Regions from separate parts of the Drosophila melanogaster genome. Here region 1 is linked to region 2. The links are chromatin contacts, called in public Hi-C maps. All regions are on one chromosome and are shown on one strand. The core of a region is the stretch at or near the end of the contact, and the rest is flanking DNA. Distances in the headings are between cores, read along the strand shown.

Region 1 (6,275 bases), core at 77-2,576, 2.7 Mb after region 2:
TTGGATTATTTTTGTTGGTCTGCGCTCGTCAAACGTTCTTGACCGATTGATAAAAAGTGTGCAAAGCTCGGCGACAAAGCCAAAAAGCAGAGCGCCAAAAGCTCTCCAATCGCTTTTGTTTTGATTGTACAGCTGGAAGAGAGAACACGGAAAAAAACCGGTCCCTACATTAAATTAAAAGAATATTTTTTTAAGTGGTATGCAAAACCAAGATAGTTTTTGTTTTCATTTAATAAAATTACACATTGGTATTAAATATTTTTTTCGGTGTGAGTAGCGCAGCTTATGAGAGCGCATGCCCCACCATCTCTCCCACTCACACACCTAACGAATGTCTGTTGCTTCTTTCACTTCGTCTTTTCCATTTTGGAGAGAGAGCAAGAAGAGGGGAATAAGAGAGGCGGAACAAAAAGCTCGAGTACAGTCTGTTGTTTTGGTTTTTATTATTCTTCTGCTTTTTGCATTTGATTATTAAATAAATTCATTTACAAAGCTTTTCCGCCACTCTCTCCTTCTTCCCTTACCTCTCTTGTTTCCTCTTCCTATCACCCTCTATTTTGACGTCACTTTCGTTGTTTACTTCAGCTTGTTTTCCCTTTTCTTGCACATTCGCCGCCGTTGTTGTTGTTCTCGTTCGGTCTTTTTTATGCAAATTTTTGTTATGAAATTGTCTGGCGCTTTGATTTCGATTTGATTTTATTTTTCGCCAGTGTAAAAATAAACTTGTTTACAACAATCGAAAAATACAAAATACTATAAGTATTTTGCCATTGCAGAATTAAGTAAAATTGCAAGCAATAAAAGAAGCAGAATGCGCGCGTTTTTCCTCGCTGACGTTGCACTTTTTTTTGCACACGATCTTTATTAGTTTGTTTATAACAAAACGAATCAAGAGATCGCAAAAACAGCAGTATCAATTCAACTTCTGAATCCACCGCCTATCACTTGGATTCTTTTAGATACTTTTGTATCTCATTTCTGCGATCGATTTGTCTGAGTTTCCTGTGAACTTCTCGGATATTTTCAGCTGATGAAATTATGCCCCATTAAAGAGTAATGCGATACAGCTTAGTTGGCATTATGAACGTGGAAAACTGAAACTTCAGCGGATATATTTTACTCGGCTTTTATCAGGTTGGGTTTTTGTTTATATTATATTGAATTCTGATAAAATCGTTATTTGTTTATATTTCAACTGGTGATAAAAGCATACTAGGAATTCACTGATTTCCCTGAATTCCCATTTCGGAATTAATCAGAACTGTCAATCATAGCCTTGTATGATGTATGTATGTGTGATGTATGTCATTTATGTACATTTAATATATTCAAGAATTCTTCATAGATAAACCAACTTCAAACTGCATTTATTTTTGTAACTTCCAAGGACCCACTGAAATTTATTACCTTAAAGATACCAGGCAACATGAAGGGTCTGCAAATTCGATTAAATTAAATTTTAGCGACACATAATGGAAATTCTGGACAGGAGAGGAAAATAACCAACTGACGCACGGAGTTACATGTGTATATTTGTTATTTATACAGTAGCTGCTGTGGCAGAAAATCACGACCATGTCCTTGAATACGAAATTGCGACCCAACTTGCAGAGGGAACGCCAAGGATACGTAGGGAGCAGCAAGGATAACAGCCCGATCCCACGCTCTGTTTAACACCCTCAACCGCCACGACAAAAGCACAAATTGTTTATACGTACATATATACAGCTGCGGTGAAAATAATAGCACCGGAAGTGCAGGGATTTAGGATATAGATAAAAATAGTTCTTATACAAAAGAAAGAAATTGTAATTTATGTACAGTTAATTAGTTAGTATTTTTGAAATAAACCTTTTAATTGAAATCTTGTTATTTCCAAAATTTCATTTATAATTGTTCAATATAAAATTGTCCGTTTAAGTAAGCTTTACATAGAAAATCGTTTTATATCATTTTCATATCGTTTTCATTTTCATATCGTTATATTTGTGACCTCGACTGTATTTATCCCTGTTCAAGGAGGCATGTAGAATGATTTTCAAGGACGTGGGCGCCGGCATTTGAGTATTTACAATATATATTCCCGATACCCGACGCCGCCTACGTAACAAAGTGGGATTAGATACATACATAGCTATGTATGCATTTGTATATGTACATATGTACTTTAGGGATGCGTGGGCTTTACGATTCGGGTTCCATGGGATCGAAGCTCCACACTTTCACTTTCGCTTTTCCTGCGCCAAAGTTCAAGGCAGTGCAAAGCTTCGAAGACCTTGAATAGCTTTTTTTCTTCCTTTTTTTTCGTGGGCGTTGTCCTTCGTCGGCGATTTCAATGGTCGTTTCCCCACACAATCCACAATCTTATTTATGCATAGGCGCGAGTTTTCCGTTCGCTGTGAATTTTGACCAATTCGGAAGCACGCCAAGGCATAAATAATCCCTTATTAATTAATTAGATTTTGGGCCGCGTATCCCTTTTTCCACAAGGCCATGTGACAACGCCCAGAGCTTTGGTTTAAGCCTTTCGCTAAGCTTCCCGGCGAAAGGCTTTCTCGCGAATCGATGTTGTTTTTGTTATGAATAAGCAGAAGCACAACAAAAATGCCAACCGCAGACTGTCAAGGACAGTGGGCGTAAAGTGGGCGAACCGAGTGGGCATCACCGAGATGTCCTTCCGAACTCGAGCATTTCTGCGTCGTAATTTTCCAGCACAGCAGCGGGAAAATGGCGAAAATCCACCCCCAAGGTTTTGGTTCATTCTCTTTGCCATCTTTTTATTTCTCTCTTTTTTTGTTGTTGTTTTTATGGGGGCTAGCCGGCTGGTGTGCGTACACAAAGTCTATACACTGATGCAGTCCTTACAGATATCCCCACAGCCCCACATCCCCGCATCCACATCCACATTCAGCGGAGACGTTGTTGTGACGCGTATCGATTTGTTTATGTTTATCAAATGGAAATTGGCACAAGGGGCCCCAGACGAGGCAACACCTCATTTCTAGGGCTAAATAACAATGGCACATTTCTGCACCACGCAGAATCATGCGTGGGTGTCAATATGTTTTCTCATTTTCTCTTGGCCACCCCCAGAAAACTTTTCCACTTTCTCCCCATTTTGGTCGCTACTAATTTTCACTCATTTAATAATGTTCAAACTGTTCAAACAAAGGGATTCGAATTTCACAGTATTCCAGGAAAATCAATTAAATTACCCCATCTTTGGCGAATCAAAAAAAGTATGAATAAATAATCCGTCGGATGATGTCAAAGTAGAGTCATAACTTCCTTTCCATGGAATCAATAGAATCATTTAAAAAGGGCTAAGCTGCACAATTTAATCCCTGCTAAAATCGTACCACTTTGCTAAACGTGATTTCACTGGACTTTTTAGATTTTCGATGAGCTATATACGTCCACCAGTAGCTCAAATAGAACGCTTGCTCACATGCACGCGGCATGTGATGGGGAAAGCATTTAGCAATTTGCTAGCTTGTATAAACAATTTTTTTCCCATTTTCCTTAGCTCGTTTTTTTTTTTTTGCTGATTTGCAAGCTACACGTTCATTGGCCCCAACAGCAACAACAAAGTGTGCTGATAAAAAATAATAACAAAATATATACATGTACAAAAATAAGACTGACAGCGCATTCAGCACAACTAAGCATTTATTTTGGCGGTATACTAGAAGAAAAAAAAAAGCCAAGACCATTGACTCTATTTTCCCGAAGACCAACTCAAGTCAAGTTCAGGGCCAATCGCCAATCAGTTGCTACTACTACTCATGGCTATATTTTCTGGTTTTTGTGGAGAAACATGGTTGGACCACTGGACATTATCTAATATAGCACGTCACCACCCATGGGGAAAAGTATAAATAACCATGGACAAAAAGCTCAAGTCTAAATATAATCAATTTAATAAATTAAGTTGTCAACGAATGAAATATGTGTTTATATATTCATGACTTATGTTTACAATAATTAAGGTACCCAAGAAATCGTAGCATCAAAACTTACCTCACTAATTACTTTGGCAATTTTTCAAAATGCAATGCACTATTTAAATGCCAACCTGCAAATGGAAACAAAGAAAACCGTATTTAAATATCAAAGCTAAATGTAATTTGCATTTATACATGGAAAGAACAAAGTGCGAAATGAGTTAGGCACACTAATGGAGAATAGCGAAATATTTAGTTTTCTATATTAATAACTTTTAGCTGTTTGGTTCAATGGTTGCAGACGACGTCGGCGATAGCATGTAATATATATAATATATATATATAGATATATATGCTCATTAATATTCGCATATATAGCATGCATGCTATATGTTTGACAATGCGGAAGTTGTTGAAATTATACCAAATCCAAAGCGAAACAAAGAGAACTGCAGACGGGCAGATATAAAATGGTTGCACTCTGTCTGCCGCCTGCAAGTATTTGCAGTTTAGCAACAAGGCAGCGAGACATGGATCGTGTCTCTATATATGAATGTATATATACTGTACATATAGACAGATAAATAAATTGCCGGCTGCTATCTGGCTGGCGCAATTAATGGATAGCACTACTGACAAGGTTAAAGGCGGCAGATGCCGACACGGATTTACTCCATTTCCAAGCGTAGTGACAATAAAGGATTATTGGCATAGATGGGGGAACAAGAAATGTTACTTCAACCATTTCGCCATGTAACTTATTTAAAATTTCTTACAATCTCCACTTACTTGAATGTATAAAAACGATTGGGATTTTTTATAAAAACACTGCTCTAAATGCGATTAACGTGAGTAGACGATGCGTGCGCAAATCGTTGAAGGCGAAGACTTCGACTTAAAGCAATGCTCCACTAACTCGATCCGAAGATCCTAAGGATTAGGCAACAGAAAAGCAAAAAGGGAACCTAACAAACCGGAAAACGCGACGCGACGCGAAGGACGAACAACGAATAACGAGGAGCGCGGAACACAACCGACCTGTCCGGATTGCACTCGATAACTGTGTCAGCCTCTGGCGGCGGAATGCCTAGAGAGTCCGACCACCAGGACTCGGGAGGAGTCACCGCGCTACAGCTCAGTTGGTCTCAGGTTGCGAACCCTCCACCAAAGCAGCACCATCCAAGCAAGGAGATGCGGGAGAGCGGAGCGTTTGTATCCTCGAATATCCTGGCTGAAGACGCGACGAAGATAACCGCCGTCGTGCGCTGGGGGGTGGAAAGACCGCCGACCGAAAAGTAACCCTGAACAGCCAAGGATAATACTGTGCCAAATCGAAGGACTCTGCTCTCCGTTTTTCTATTTTTTTTATTTTTTTTTTTCGTAGACGATTTAACTTTTTGTTTAGCCAGCAAACGACGCGGGGTGGAAAAGCGCTGGCGGCAAGGAGTTTCCTTCCATGAATGAGTGAGTGAATTTTAGAAAAATAAACTAGGTACAGTAAAACTTTCAATTATTATGTGCTATTTGGACAGCGAAAAAACAACTTTTATTTCCAAGAAAACGATTTGATGGACAGTCCATTAGTAAAGTTTATAGGAATTCAAGTGAAATGGCGTTTCACTGGAAAAGAGTTAAGTATGATTGAAGTTTCAGCTTTTCAAATGCTACATACTTAATTTTAGTAGCATACTTAAAGTGATTTCCCCTTTATATTGGAGCATTAATGTTTGCTGAACGAAGTAACATTTACTTAAATATTATTACCCCTGAACGCAACCACTAATTTCATTTCGCACAAGTACAGTTTGGCCTATTTAAAAAGTCACTTTCCACTTAATTTTCCTCGCTTTCGTTAACCCCCCCCCCCCTGGCATTTCCACCGATTTGCATTTTCCACGCTCTTTAACGCTCAATTATATAGCACATAGAAGGAGAATTTCAAATGGATATGGAAATTGGCGACAAGCAGCGCGACTGGCGATTAAAAAACAGTTTATAAATCATCGATGTCAGTGGCAGTTCGTACACTTCTTTTTTCCCCCTCTAAGTTTTTCCTTTTTATGGCGAACATCTCGTAGATTGTTATGTCCTTACAAATCTGCATATGGATGGCAGAAAATTACATACTTAACTGTGGGTTGCCGCATGCAGTTTCTTTTAATGGGGTGCAGCAACCCTCTTCGAAGATCCGATCCATTCGGTTCCGTTTCGATACGATTGCTTTTTCCACGCGAAAAACTCATTTCAATCATTATTAAAATTTCCTATTTACATTTCTATTGAAATGAATGCGGAAGGGGAAAGGGGAAAGCGCACCTAAGGAACTAAGAA
Region 2 (5,694 bases), core at 2,733-5,232:
ATCTAAAAATAAACAAATCCTGCAATGATCATTTTTTACTACTCAAATATATATTTATTATTTGAGTACTAAAAAAAATGTCACAAAGAATGTCATTTCAAATTTCAGAAATTCCTCTTTGAAAGCTAAATGTCAGTTTCAGTTAGAGAGCTGCGACTGTACTTCTATCAAACCTCTATCGCTTGGCAGCTGCGGTTGCCTCATCACGTAAACCGCTAGAGCTTACACGATCGCACAAAGACGCTCACCAAACCGCAGACACTGCGCAGTGACCTAAAAGCTGGAAAGCTGAACAACAGCAAAAACATGAAGGCCCCAAGTCTAGCTTACATAACCGAATACTTAAACACACTCGCAAAGTAATTTGTCTATTATAATTAAAAAATCATGTAGGTGCTTCATTTAGAATTATAGAACTATGAATTCCAACGAAAGTATCTTGCTATTACGAAGCAAACTTATCATTTCGAAGTCAAGATAAATACATACAGTTAAGATTCTATGCCAAATGTATCCATTAAAGTGGAACGAAAAGCGCAACAAGTGAAATAAGCCTACTTTCTGGACGATACAAACGTGTTCCTTAAACTCGAAGCCCCCCGAGAAAGAGAATGGAAATGGCTGGCAGCCAAAGAGTCGCGCTGCTTCTGGCGATATAATCAAATGTACAGTTATAGAAAATTATAAGCCAGCGACAAAGAACGTCAAGCGAAACAGAGGAGAAGAAGCAGAAAGGAAGGAAAAACGGCAAAGCGATCAAGTCCATTGTAAAAAGCAGGTGTTGAGAAAGAGAAAGGGGGAGTGTGAGGGCGGTAGTGCGTTTACCGTTATCATTATAAGCACGAAGCTCCAACTAGCTCTGTCTCGCTCCATCTTGCACAACAAAAAAAAAACGCGTTTTGTTTACGAAATGTGTGTAGAGAGAGAGGCGGCGATGAAAACAAAGAACTCACATTATAAATATTTATGTGGGAGCCCAAAAGAGAGTTTCTGAATGCATAATTAGAAAACATAAATTTAGGGGAATATCACACACATTTTTGGGGCGTGGCGAAGAAGGCCAAGCAAAACATAATCACGAAAGTCAAATAGACCGCTTAGAAAACTTAATTTACGTGGTAAAAAATCCACACATGCAAATGATAATGAAGATGCTGTAAATTGTTAGTAAAAATATGCAAAATACCGTAATATGAATTATCATATCATAGGAATATGTATGCATTTCCTATAGCGCGCCAACTGGGTGGTAAAAGTACAGTGGTGATCAAAACATAGCAAAAAAGAATATAAACAAGATAGGAATAAAGGCCGAGATAACAGAACTTTTGTCTAATTGATTTGTTTTTGTTCGCTTCGCTTTTCGACCCGTTTTTGGACCTGCCACACAGTACAACAAAACACAACATTTGGCGCTGCTGTACTTACGCGAATTGCGTTCGTTGGTGTGTGTGACCTTCACGACGAGTTTTTGAAAAACATCATCAACGTGCGTGCGTAGTTACTACTACGCATAATAACGCACACACACTCGCACACGCAGAAAGCTTATCAGCGAAGACGACTAAAAATAAACACGAAAATAATAAGTTCGCGCCAAAAACCAGCAGACAAACAGAGAGAGAGAGAGAGAGAGAGAGCGACGACTCTGACTCTCTCGTCTTTCTTTGATAATGCATAAGTGTGCGTGCGTTTGTGTGGAAGTGGGATGACGTCGTCGTATAAGAGCTGTGGTTTTCCTCTGGTTGAGATTGCGTTTGTCGTTGTGGGTGCGGCCTTTTCAACTAACTAACACAACTACAGTGAACTCATGTACAGTCGCAGGTCTGTGTAGCTCATTTTTTGTTTTTTTATTTATTTTTTTTTTCTGTGTCGAAACTGCAGCAGGAATAAAAACAACAATCAAGAAAACCAGAAGGCGTTGATTTAAATTTAATTGAGGCCTCTCAATTAATTGCCTTTGCATTTTACTCATCTCATATTCACTTTTCAGCTGCAATCTCTTTTCGCAAAATATGGAAAGATTTTTGGCGCGCGATTGTTATTCAACAGTTTTTATTTTTTGTTTAGCTTTTTCGCTTTGACACACTGCCAAACCAAAGACAAACTGGAGACCAGCTCTCTTTCTTCCCAGCTCTCCCTCTCTCACTGAATGCCACGCTATCGGCGGAATATCAGCGTAAAGTAAAGCAATAATAATAAGCCAAAAATTAAAGGTACAGTCGAACGTCCATAAGTGATGCTTAATATAAACAAACTGGTAAGTTTTTTTTAATAGCGTTCATCTTAAATCTATTATTAGATAACAATGGACTGCATTAATAGTCCCTTGTCTTGTTGCTAAAACTTAAGGCAATAGTCGTAGAAACTTGTACTGAATCTTTAAAATTTCATAATACAATGATTTTGAATACATTTATTATTTCAAATTATTTGAAATTAGAGAAATTTATTCGAATTCGATTAAGCAATGGGGCCAAACAATAATACTTTTTTGAGTTTTCTGTTATTCATCAGATATGTAAATGTATCCCAATTCACTTTCGAGTAACCAAAGAGATAAATCCCTACGCACGTGAATGAACGAACAAAGAATCGGAAAAACTAGCCAAAATAAAGAGAATAAAAACTGGTAGGAAAGAAGTGACAATAAGAATCGACGCAGAAGGGGAAAAACGAAATTAGGAAAATCAGAAAATAAGGGTGGTTTTTTTTTTCAACTAAGGGGAGGAATTTTATAAGGGTGACGACTGTGGCAAAGGACGAGCACAAAGCAGAGACTGCAAGAGGAAGGAACAACGGAAAATGCAACTAAAATCAGGTGTCTGCTTATTGGATCATCTATATAAGAAGTACATGGGATCTTAGTAAATAGAACATACGTACAAAAACCGAGGAAATGTATGAGATAATTCGAAGGAGACTTTTTTAATTTTAGAGATTTCACTATATTCTGATTCTGCTCTGATTCTTTGGGAAAATTTAACAATAACTTGAAAGTATATTAAACTTAATAACTTGGAACCAAAGAGTAATCATTATTCGTATATTTTGAGCAAGCACCCAGCGTTTCAGGTGAAACAAAAACATGCAAATCATGGAAAAAAAAAACCTACCTTTGAGGCCTTGTGGCTGCCTCGCATATGGCTTTTGGCCATGTCGCGTGCAGTTGGCCAAATCCGCACTGCCGTTGCTTTTTTTGCGATCGCTTTCCGGGCATTTCTGAAGGATCAGCTTTGCGCTGGCGGAGATCTGGGCGGGAGTCAGGGCCATGCCCCTCGGCGCTTGGCTGACTGCCTTTGGATTGCACTCATCGGCATCGGTGCTGGATATCGTCCTTGAGGTCGGATACCGCATTCCGCGCAGGACCTGACAATGGGCATCCGTATCAGCATCCGCATCCGTATTCGCATCCGCATCCCGATTAGATTCCAGCTGGATGTCATATCCGTAGCGTTCCTTAACGTATAATCTCTGCGTGTGCTGCTCCTGGGCCAACAGCTGATCGATATTCGAGTCCCCGGGAGCGTTATTGAATAGGTTCCGACAGATTCTCTTCTTCTCCGATGCGCTGGGCGGTGGGCGTGGCACGGGGGCGGCGAGAAATGGGCCCAGGGCCATTGGCGGACACAACATGGCTATGGTTTTGTATAACTTGTTTTCTTTGTTTAAACTTTAGGTATTTTTGCACTTTTTGGTTTATTGCTTTTGAAGTATTCTCGCTTTGTTTCTTCTTTCCGCTTTCACTTGAACTTTCACAGCGATCACTGCGCGAAACTCACGTACGCATTTTAGGCATTGCAATTGCAGTTTAAATCGGTTTTCTATCGCTGGCGAATTTGTTGTATGCGTTTCTTTTTCTGTATCGTAGAGAGCTAGCTGAACTTTACGACTTTCACGCGAGCCAAAGAGAGCGAAAAGAACGCAGCTGGAGCAAACGCAAGCGACCGAATTGGTGGAGAGTCAAAGACTGAATCGCGCAGAGACCAGGGATTCAGCAAGTTATATAGCTTATATGGCGCAGTGTGACCAGTTGCTCCCGCATCGATAACGCTTTACTTTCGCTTTTGGCCCGCCGAAACGGTCACTCTGCGCTCTTTCGTGACTCTCTTCAGCATTTTTACGCTCTCTTACATTTGGGTATCATTAACATTAGGGTGAAATGCACAGAAAAACATACTTGAAAGTGATCTAGAAAATATTTCAAAAATTATACATCGAAGCTATAATATTCAATATGCTTATAATATATGTTTATTTCCATAAAAATTGTTTCCTAGCACCGCTATTGCACTTTTAACTGCAGCAGTTTTGAGAGGTGGCGCGAGTAGGGAACATCTCTGGCTACTGAGATGACGTCATAAATTACATTTACTTCCTTGATGTTCAAATGAATTGAAGTGAAATTTTAGAAATTTAAAATTAAGAAAAATATCATATCTCCAAGTTCGTATTTTTTTTTTTACTCAAGGTTGGCCATCAAACTGAATTGCATTGCAAGCAAACATATGATGAATTCCAAGTAGTTTATAAATTAAATCGATGACATCATAACACCCAATTTGAGATGCCAACATGCAGTACCTCAAACACAATGCCACACCTCACTATTAAATGTATCCCATGCAAATAGAGATTCCTAGCTCAGAATAATGCAGTTGCTCATCTTATACTTACGATATTTACATGTAACAATTACGGAAAGTGAATCCGTTTTTTGTGTGCCAATTATAGGCCGTGTAAATACAATTAGTTATGCTAGGGACTGCTGGCTCGTTGCTATTTACCTCGCACAAATACTGAGCTAAACGCTAACTAACTGATATGTTAGCGCGTTTTGGGCCCTAACTCAAGGTCGAGTCGGGCTTCATGCGGCATTAAACGGCCTAATTGGCGGCCAGACGTGGCTAGAACAAATTGCCAGCGACAGGAATACGAAAAATTCAAAATAGTCAACAAAAAATCATAAACAACTTTCGCGCCTGCGGCGGCAATTCAAGCGTATCTCGAACAAACGAAAGTGAAAACCGCATAGAAATAGAGGTAGTAGGTTGTAGTAGTGGTATTGGTAGTAGTAAATAATGTGGACCACAAGTCATTTCAATTTCAATAATGCTGAGTCAGCCGAACCGATAAACTGGCCCCCACTCCACTGGTGGTTGGTTAGGAGGCGCAGCTGGTGTTACCTCGAATCGGAGGAGTCTTCAGGCCCATTTCGTCTGGCTCTTTGACCGATTAGTCATTTTAAAGAGTGCCCCGGACAAAGGACGCGCCCAAAGGATTGCGATTTATTATTGTTTTCAGGCGTACAGTGGGCCCTCGCAAAGGGATACAGATGGTGTCTGTATTGGCTTTATAAGCTTTTATAAGAATTTTCGCCAGAATGAATAAATGTTTTTCTTTCTTATCATCTTCATATGTAGTATCTGCTTTACAAACAAATGTATTGTTTCTAGAAGGGATACCAATTGAATATATTCCTAGATATATTACTGCAGATTATTCACTTATTACTTTCATGTATCGAACTAAATAAATCTCAGCAACTCTTAGTAAAAGTTTCGCGTTTCCGGAGATTACTGTATAGAAGATTGATATCCCTTCCTCATATATTTTTTGGCGCGATGTCCAATTCGGATTGGCAACTACCTGCTCGCGAGGTGAATGAGGGGTTGAGGATCGGATGGGATGGGA

Evidence for each region. Hi-C and Micro-C count contacts between places; a contact is called where the count stands out from the background.
Region 1: a Hi-C map of the Kc167 cell line shows a contact between it and region 2, with 2.7 times the contacts expected there. A contact is called at or near these places in 1 of 107 Hi-C or Micro-C datasets (the Kc167 cell line) and 1 of 7 datasets of targeted methods (the Kc167 cell line).

Annotation. Positions count from the first base shown.
Region 1 is chr3R:24,572,444-24,578,718 of dm6, forward strand. It overlaps lncRNA:CR46094 (long non-coding RNA:CR46094), which reads left to right and starts at 1,327. Exons shown (of 1, transcript NR_133443.1): 1 at 1,327-1,861. It overlaps REPTOR (Repressed by TOR), which reads right to left. Exons shown (of 5, transcript NM_170151.2): 2 at 4,021-4,075.
Region 2 is chr3R:21,852,284-21,857,977 of dm6, forward strand. glec (gliolectin) reads right to left here and starts at 3,983. Exons shown (of 2, transcript NM_079719.3): 1 at 3,117-3,983. The coding sequence starts at 3,636.